Linked DNA regions of Gossypium arboreum: region 2 is linked to region 1. A link is a contact called in public Hi-C data. All regions are on one chromosome and are shown on one strand. Each heading gives the region's core, a stretch centred on a gene start, on an enhancer-like site or on the middle of the called end of the contact. The rest is flanking DNA. Distances are from core to core; before and after follow the strand shown. Region 1 overlaps LOC128285594 (a long non-coding RNA gene). Region 2 overlaps LOC108480871 (chaperone protein dnaJ C76, chloroplastic).

What was found. Hi-C and Micro-C count contacts between places; a contact is called where the count stands out from the background.
Region 2: a Hi-C map of leaf shows a contact between it and region 1, with 2.4 times the contacts expected there. The contact joins two enhancer-like sites. A contact is called at or near these places in 3 of 5 Hi-C or Micro-C datasets (all in leaf).

Annotation. Positions count from the first base shown.
Region 1 is chr12:71,169,962-71,174,306 of ASM2569848v2, reverse strand. All of the region lies in intron 1 of LOC128285594 (a long non-coding RNA gene), which reads right to left. Among protein-coding and RNA genes, the nearest start is that of LOC128285594, 3.3 kb to the right of the region's middle. Within about 2 kb of position 1,781, at least 2 of the 2 cell types and tissues checked have an H3K27ac peak or open chromatin away from gene starts, as enhancers often do. A contact at or near this core is called in leaf, where this site is marked.
Region 2 is chr12:71,372,264-71,376,608 of ASM2569848v2, reverse strand. LOC108480871 (chaperone protein dnaJ C76, chloroplastic) reads left to right here. Exons shown (of 9, transcript XM_017784000.2): 8 at 854-953; 9 at 1,750-2,026. The coding sequence ends at 1,886. Among protein-coding and RNA genes, the nearest start is that of LOC108480871, 8.0 kb to the left of the region's middle. Within about 2 kb of position 1,783, at least 2 of the 2 cell types and tissues checked have an H3K27ac peak or open chromatin away from gene starts, as enhancers often do. A contact at or near this core is called in leaf, where this site is marked.

The sequences.
Region 1 (4,345 bases), core at 532-3,031:
ATGCAATTTACTAAATTGAAGCTTAAAACTTTCACACATTCATAATCATATATTTTAGACATTAAATATCATATTCAAATAATTTGGTGACTCGGTTTAGTGGTCCCGAAACCGCTTTCCGACTAGGGTCACTTTAGGGCTGTCACATATGTAATTCTAGAAATAGAATGACATAAATCTACCGGATTAGAGTCAAATCTAATAAGAGAATTCATAGATTGAGTTAATGCGATAATAGGGGTTTTAATTAGAAAGATTTTCAATTAATTAACCTAGAATCAGTTGCTCTTACTCTCAAAAGAGATGTTATCATAATTTAGGAAATTCTATGGATCAAGTTACCAAGTGAATAAATTGTTTATTTCAGATTCATAATAATAGATGAAGTCTAGGTGGATACTTTCTTGGGTATTGTTTCTCTCATTGGTTGTCATTCAGTTATTTTTCTGATTTATTTTCTGTTGAATTCTTAGTTAAATTAGTTTACTAATTTTTGTTTAAAACCTATCACTCCAAATTATCGACTAAATAATACAACGATAATTACTAATACTTTTAGTCCTCATGGATACGATATCTCTACTCACCTTAGCTATACTATTTATCCATAGGTGCACTTGCCTTTATTTTTATTTTTTTAGTTAGTCAAGTGAGACACATCACGCTCTTAAGAGACATGCTTGTTGACTCCTTTTAATGAGAACACCAAATGTTATGGATGGAAAATTTATGGAAAGTTACAATCCTCACCACGAAATAGCGCACCCACACGTCTTCATCGACGTTGCTTTTCGACCGGAAGACCGAGAGCTAACTATCGAGACTGAGAAAGTTCTGTAGTCTACAATGATGTGGGTTCATAGGTGATGTGAGTCTGTGGTGAGGCAAAAGATGATGAAGACATGTGAATGCCTTCAACAGAGGTGAAGAATGAATCACGTCTGCTATAATGATAACTTTCTTCTTGCAATATGATCTTGGTCGAACGATCGCATTTTCTTGCGGTGAAAGTCTAAGACGATTAACATTGTCAACGTGTGATCTTTAGTGAAGAGGACCTTGGATGAGTGACGATGTCAAAGATGTTGTGAATGAGTGACCAACACTTGTGGAGGAAGTCCTAGACGAGTGGCAACATCAAGGATGAAGAGGATGGTTTTCCTTCATAGTCGTCTTATGGCAAATGTCCCTTAAGCACCTTCATTAAGGAGACAATATGAAAGGGCACGTAAGGTTATCCTCCAAGATGCATTTCAATAGTTAAGCCAACTATTGGATAAAGATAATAAAATAAAATAAAAACAAGTGAATAAGCTACGTATGTGAGAATGATATGCTTATGTTGCAAATGTGACAAGGTAGGATGCCTTCAGACGATGTTTTAGCCTTAAATAATGGCTTTTGTTGATAATGGCTTAGAATCGTAGAGGGAGAGAGAGATTTCTAGAGAGATATGCTCTTAAGAGTGAAATGTGTTGTTGAAGGATGTGTTGTTATGTTAAAGGAGGGAGACCTTCTTATATGTTTTGTTGCTTGTGGCTAAGGAACTTGTTAATTAGTGCAAGTTGTTGGTCACATGCCTTTCTCTCAGTGGGCAAAAGAAGAGGTGTATGCTTTTAATTGTGGCGTTGTTCACCTACACCCGTTCCTTTTAGAACCTTTCCTTAAGGGTGGCTTTTACGCTCAAGAAGTGAACTTCCATACCCAACTAGTGGTCATTGACCTAACAATAGGCTCTCATGGCCAAAGAGACTCTATAGGCCCAAGAATAGGCATCAAAACCCATTCTCTTTTATGCTAAGTTGAAAGTCTTTATTCAATTTGAGCTAGCAATTGTGTCGAACATTCAACATCTCAACATGGTTCAAGAATTATGGTGCACATTAAATCAAATCCAAAATCCCTCTTGCATCAACCAACCAAATTATAAAATATTTATTGCTTCTTTATTCTATTTCCACCAAATAATATGAAAAAACAATAATTACTATTTTATTTTATTTGAGGTGTGGTTATAATTAACCAAAAATTATGCGGATGCGGAGTGAGCGGAATTAATTAATGGGAATTTTAACCTTTCAAGTTGAGAGAAAGTGTCTTGATGTGGTGGAAAGAGGATGCACTAATGGAGATAATAATTAAAAACGAAGAGGGGGGGAGGGGGGGAAGGCATTATCACAACACGTCATTGATGCCCTCCTTATGGTAAAAGGAATCTTTTCTTTCTTGAATTGTTTCCCATTGAGTTCTGTCAAAGCGCCGACAACTTAACTTCATTAGTACAACTTGTTTCCATCTTTACAACATTATATTGTGCAACTTCCATTATTTTTTATTATGAAAAATCAAGTTCACTATTGTCATTTTCTACTTGTTCACGACATTATACGTTCAATCCGTTATGATAATTAAGTTTCATATTGTCATTTTCTACTTGTAAAGGAAATATTATTATTTTTAATTCAACCATTATTTGACATAATTGTACCAAAAGGAAATTATAGAGAAAGGTAGTTGAGATGAAGACAAGAGGTTGGTGGGCCTGCTCCTCTTAATTTGGTGTTTTTTTTGCAACATTTTTAAATATTTTATATTCCTTTTAAAAAAGAATTATATATGGCTCTCAATTTTTTAAAATATAGTAAAATACAATATAAAATTAAGAAGTTTGATTTTATAAATTTGGTAAAAAAATGTCTGATATTCCTTTAATTCACTTCTCTAATTTGCTTTTTAATATGTGTAGATATATATTAATGAGGAACGGAGATGTGAAATTTGAAATTCAGTTTTATATTTTTATTTTTATATTTTATATTTTTAAGTTTTATAATTGTTAATATTATTAAAATATTTTATTAAATTTATTAGTATGATATTTTAAATAAAAATATTTATTTAGTAACTTAATAAATAAAAATGATACTATAATGAACACAATTTTAATAAAATAATTTTAATATGATTAATAATTGAAATTGAGTTTTAAAATTTTAAAATAAAAATAAATTTTAAAAATAAAAATACAAATACAAATACTAAAGTTTTAAATTTTAAATTTTAAATTTTCAAAATTATAAATACTTATTTCAAGACGGTGGTATTAATATAATTAAAATAATGTTATTATTCCTTTGACAGAACAAATTCATACGAGTGAAAAGTCAACCTGAAAAATGCTAAGATTATGGACTATTATCATCCCAAATTTGCAAATATCGAGCATTTTAAGGTGTGATTGTTTTAAAAAATAACTTATGGAAAATATTTTTAATTTTTTATGAGAAATAGTTTGATAAAGAAAGATCAACTTTTCTTTTGGTTCATATAAAATTAATTTGAATAAAATCTAATATTATTATATTAATAACCTTTTTATTTTTAAAATATTAAAATATTGATATCAAATATTATAATTTTTAATATTAAACAATTATATTCATTTAATTATTATTATTCAATAATATAATAAAATATTAATATTATTTATTATTTTAATAAAGTATTTAATATTAAAAATTATTTCAATAATAAATATATACTTCAATTTATAAATAATAAATATTTTCTAACAAAAGATATTAATATTTTAATAACATAAATATGAATACTTGTTTAAATTATGATTAACTTAATATATCTCTTTAGGTCGAATATGTAATTATCCACTCTCATCTATTTAATATATGTAACCGTGTTTTAATTATTTTTTATTATTAATTTTATATAATATATTAATTATAAAACATTTTGATTGTCACAATAGAATTATTTTACAATATTTTGTAACAAATATAATTTATGGTGCGTTTATTTTACTAATAATAACTTTTAAAAATAATTTCAAAAAATTATTGAACAACGGAAATTAAGTTATGCAGAATAATTCAGATATCCGAACTCATTTTTAAAATTATTTTCTAAATGTTTCTTTCAGTAAAACAAATTATCTTTAATATCTACAAGTTTGATTTTGTTATAGTTTATTAAAAAAAAAACCTCAATTTCCTACACAAAATATCCATATGGGTGGAGCCAAAATATTTGGATCATCGAACAAATTCGAAAAATTAAAACTTTTAAAAGAATTTGTATAAATTAATATATAACATGATTAAATGTAAAAGTATTAAAAATTATTTAAATATAGTAATTAAATAAATCCGAATCCTAAATGCAAAAATTTTCATAAAAACAACCATTTTATTAGTATTAGACTAATAGTGATTCTTACAAGCTTAATTTTCTAATTAATAGGGACAAATAAAATTATTTTTATGTATATCATTTTTATCACTTGAATTGAAATAAAATTTCATTTTGTAATTCTCGCCGGTAGTTGATT
Region 2 (4,345 bases), core at 534-3,033, 200 kb before region 1:
GATTTTCCCTAGCAAAACTTTCTGCTTCTATTGAAGCTGCTGGGAGTTCTTGCCCAGTAAATATCGTCTTAGCCATGAACAACTCAAGAATAAATTTTTGGATCTGATTTCTTCTCAGTTTTGGTATTAAAAATGTTGTATTTTGTTCTTCTGTAGAGGTACAAACTTATAGAAAATAAAACTCAGCAAATTAGGCAACTAATCCCTTAATTATAGGCGATGGGATCCAAGAATCAAGGGATGATTTCGGTCTAATCTACTTTCCGAGAAAACTTAAACAACCTAGTAAATCCAATATGATCACAATTGATCATGTAATTGGATCCTTACAAATCAACCAAAAGGCTTTGCCGGAAAATATTTCTAATCCCTCGCCAAAATCTATTTCTATATTTTTACTTAGTACTTGTATGTTCAACGTCACCAAGCTATTTTACTTGGACTTCTCATTTTTCTTGAAGTATTTATATTTGACATCTTTCTTCAAAAAATATGGCATGTGAAATTCCAAATATATGAAAACACATAAAAAACTAAAGATACCCATACCTAGCCTGTATTCCTTTCTGAGTCTAGGTAATGTATAATGATTTAGAGCTCATCTCCTTTCGCTGGTGCTGTTAAACCACTTGAAGAACACTCAACAAAACCTCAAATACTTGAATGAGCATTTCATAAATACTTCCATATTAGATGACTAAATATATTTAGTAGTTGCTGCACTTGTTAGAGGGAAGGGCCTTCTTTAAAAGACTCTGCTGCAGTGCAGATGCTATATGTATAAAGTCATTTGCGAATGTAAGTCTAAAAACACAGGGAGTTAAACTTTTCTTTCTTATTCTACTTTTATCAGGAACAAGCTAAAGTAAGGATGATGCAGCAGAAAGATGCTGATAAAACGGACTCATACTGGACCAACCTTTGGGGCAAGCCAAAACAATACAAGAAATCAGGTATTGAGGATTTTGATAATTGCAAATGTGTTGTTTTTTCCTGTCTTTTCTCATAAGCATTAGTTGCCTTTAGCTGCAACAAAAGAACATCCCTCCCTTCCGTAAGAGTAAGACCAAGCTTTTTTCTTTTCCAGTGGCTTTAACTTAAGATTTATTTTTTTATGTATATATATCCTATCAATGTGTTGTTACTTTAGACCAAATAAAAGGCCATTGCCTTGGAAGCGTATAGGATTATAGAAAGTATGGGGGTTACTAAATTAAACTCTAAGGAGGTAAATATGAGACGGCATTTCATGTTTGCTTGGTTATGGACACGGAAATGATGTCACAAATAAATAGTATGTTTGACATAGGTTCTTAAAATCTTTTAAAGGCTTTTTTTTTTTTTTTTTTGGAGATCAAATATTTGTAGAGCATGAAGGTTGAACATGAAAACACTTTAAAAGAAAAAAAAATGAGGTGTTCGAATAACATAGATTTTCAATTCCCTTTAAACGGTTCTCCAAACCAATAAAGATTGTACCAATACCTTATCCAGATTATTTACATTCAATCTTAGTTGCCATTATTTTATCTAGATTTTAGGTGAGTATCGAATATTAATATGCAAGTATACTCAATTTTCTTTGTTATTTTATATTCTTGAAGATCATATCCGATAGTTATGTCCAAATAAGTATCAAATACTTACCTTTTAAGAAAATGAATATAAGAGTTCAGGTAACATAATATATGATATGTTGGAACTCTGCTTAGGGCTAAAGATCTAATTGAAGGTGAAATGTTATTGCAGAGGAGGAAGTCAAAGAGAGAGCAAAAAGGGCTGCCGCAGCTGCGAGAAGATGGAGGGAATATTCAAGGAGGGGTGTGGATAAGGCTCCCACCGTTAAACTACCAGATCCACTCTCAAACTCCAGCAAACACAATTAATTTATTTACTTTGCATGAATCAATGCAGGAGGTGGTTTCCATTCAATATGTCTCAACATGTACAATAACAATAATCCATCAACTATGTATATAAACATTATTGAATCACATTACTAAGAAACTAATAAATAGGAAAATAATGCGGTGTATAGTACGATTTGTAAGCTTGCACTTTGTTCTGATATTTCTAATTTTATTACATATATATTAATTTTGCAGATTCTTTTTCAATTGAAATTTATAAAATTAAAGAGAGAGAGATCACTGAATCACCGATCACGTAAGGATTCATTTAGAACAAATTGGAAACACACTGTTATGGAACAAAATAGAAAGCCAGAAGAAAAGCAGAAAAAGAAAGGACAGAAATGGAAGCAGAGAATTCAGAAGAAAATAGAAGAAATAGAGAGACAGCATAGCAAGGAGGAGGAGAAAGGAAGAAGGAAGACGAAACAGATTTAATTCATCAAAAATGCATAAGCATTGTGCATAACCATTCTCCCCTTTTAACAGCCTAAGGGATTTGAGAAACGCCTAGGTATTTACAACAGCTGATATGTAGACCCAAACGCACCGTTTAATTTAATTCAATTCTCACCGTTTAACTTAAGATCAAAATGCTCCGTTTTGACTAACTAATCTGCCCACCCTTTACAGTTAATTATAGCAGCAGAAATTGACAGAAACTAGACTTCCAATTCCTCCCATAACAATTACTCCCTCCTAGAAAAGATCCTTGTCCTCAAGGATCGAAGTGAGGAAATGGCTACGCAGCCGCTGGAATGGCTCCCCAGTGGCGTCTTTTGACCCCAGGCTTGTCCGAAAAGAAGTCGGAATAGTTAGCAACCCAGATGAAAGCAACAATCATGAAAGCAAGGTAGGTATCGAGGACAATGTCGGTGGCAAATATCTCTTTGAGCTTCCATGAGTCGGGCATAGGAGATGGCTTAACCCTGTCTTTGGAAATGATATAATGGTTCCATCGTGTAGTATGGCAATGGTCAAAACCATGAAAAGAGAGAAATCGAACTTCCAAATGTGAGCAAAGGCCTGAGTGTTAACAATGTCCTCATATCCAATATTGATATCAGAGACAATAACATGAGACACCGCAACAAACTGCTCATCGGGTGACTGCGGCATTGAATGCGTTAGTATTTTTTTCAGAAAAAAAAGATTATGAAAGGAGAAAAACTGGAGTACTACTTTGTTCATCAACTTTTTGCAATTTAAATAAAAAACAACCCACTAACAACATGATCCTAAGCTTAAGCCATGAACATAACATAAATAAAATGCCTGAAAAATATCAACTACTCGAAACACAACCAGACAACTTTAAAATCCACATTAGCAGCCCTAAACACGTCATCTAACACTCATCCTTGCTTTAGGAATTGCAAACACCAAGTGTTGTCTTCAGAACTTTAAATTTGCTTACTGGCAGAGGCTTGGTGAAGACATCTACAACCTGCTCCTCTGTTCTGCAATGAATTAGCATAACATTACCTTCTTTCCGTACTTCCCTGAAGAAAAAAAGTTTAATATTTGAATGCTTAGTCTTCCCATGAAACACTGGATTGTGAGAAATTGCAATGGCAACTTGGTTATCAACTAAAATCTTTGTGCTCTCCTGCTCCAAGTTAAGATCACTTAATATCTTTCTCAGCCCCAAAGCTTGATTAATAGTGGCTGTTGCAGCAACAAATTCTGCTTCAGCAGTATATTGAGCGACAATTTCTTACTTTTTCAAGCTCTATGAGAAAACACCAAATCCAAGAGTAAAACAGTAGCTTGAGGTACTCCTCATATCATCAATGGAACCTCCCCAGTCACTGTCAGAGAAGCCAACCAGTTTGAACTCTTTACTTCTTGTGAATTTAACACCAAAATCACTTGTGCCTTTGACATACCGAATCACTCGTGTCTTTGACATACCGAATCACTCTCTTAGCTGTCCTGAGATGTAATTCATTTGCACAGTGCATAAACCTAGACAAGATACTTACAACATTTAAAATATTAGGACGTGTTGCTGTAAAATACATCAAACAACCAATCAAACTTCTAAAATATCCCTCATCAACTTTACCAACTCCATCTTCCTTACACAACTTCTCCTTTTGATTCATAGGAGTGCTTACTTCCTTGCATTCTTCAAGCTTAAACTTCTTCAAAATCTCCTTGGCATATTTCTTTTGGCAGATGAATACTTCATGCTCAGCCTGCTTAATTTCCATTTCAAGGAAGAAAGTCATCAACTTGAGATCTGTCATCTCAAAAACTTTCATCGTTTCTTGTTTGAAATCTTCAACCAACCGTGCATTCTTTCCTAACCGTAAAAGATCATCAACATAAAGAGAGACTATCAAAATATCATTACTCTATTGTTTGACATAAAGAGTGGCCTCAAACAAGCTTTTTTCAAAGCCTAAGCTCAGCAAATGATCATCTATCTT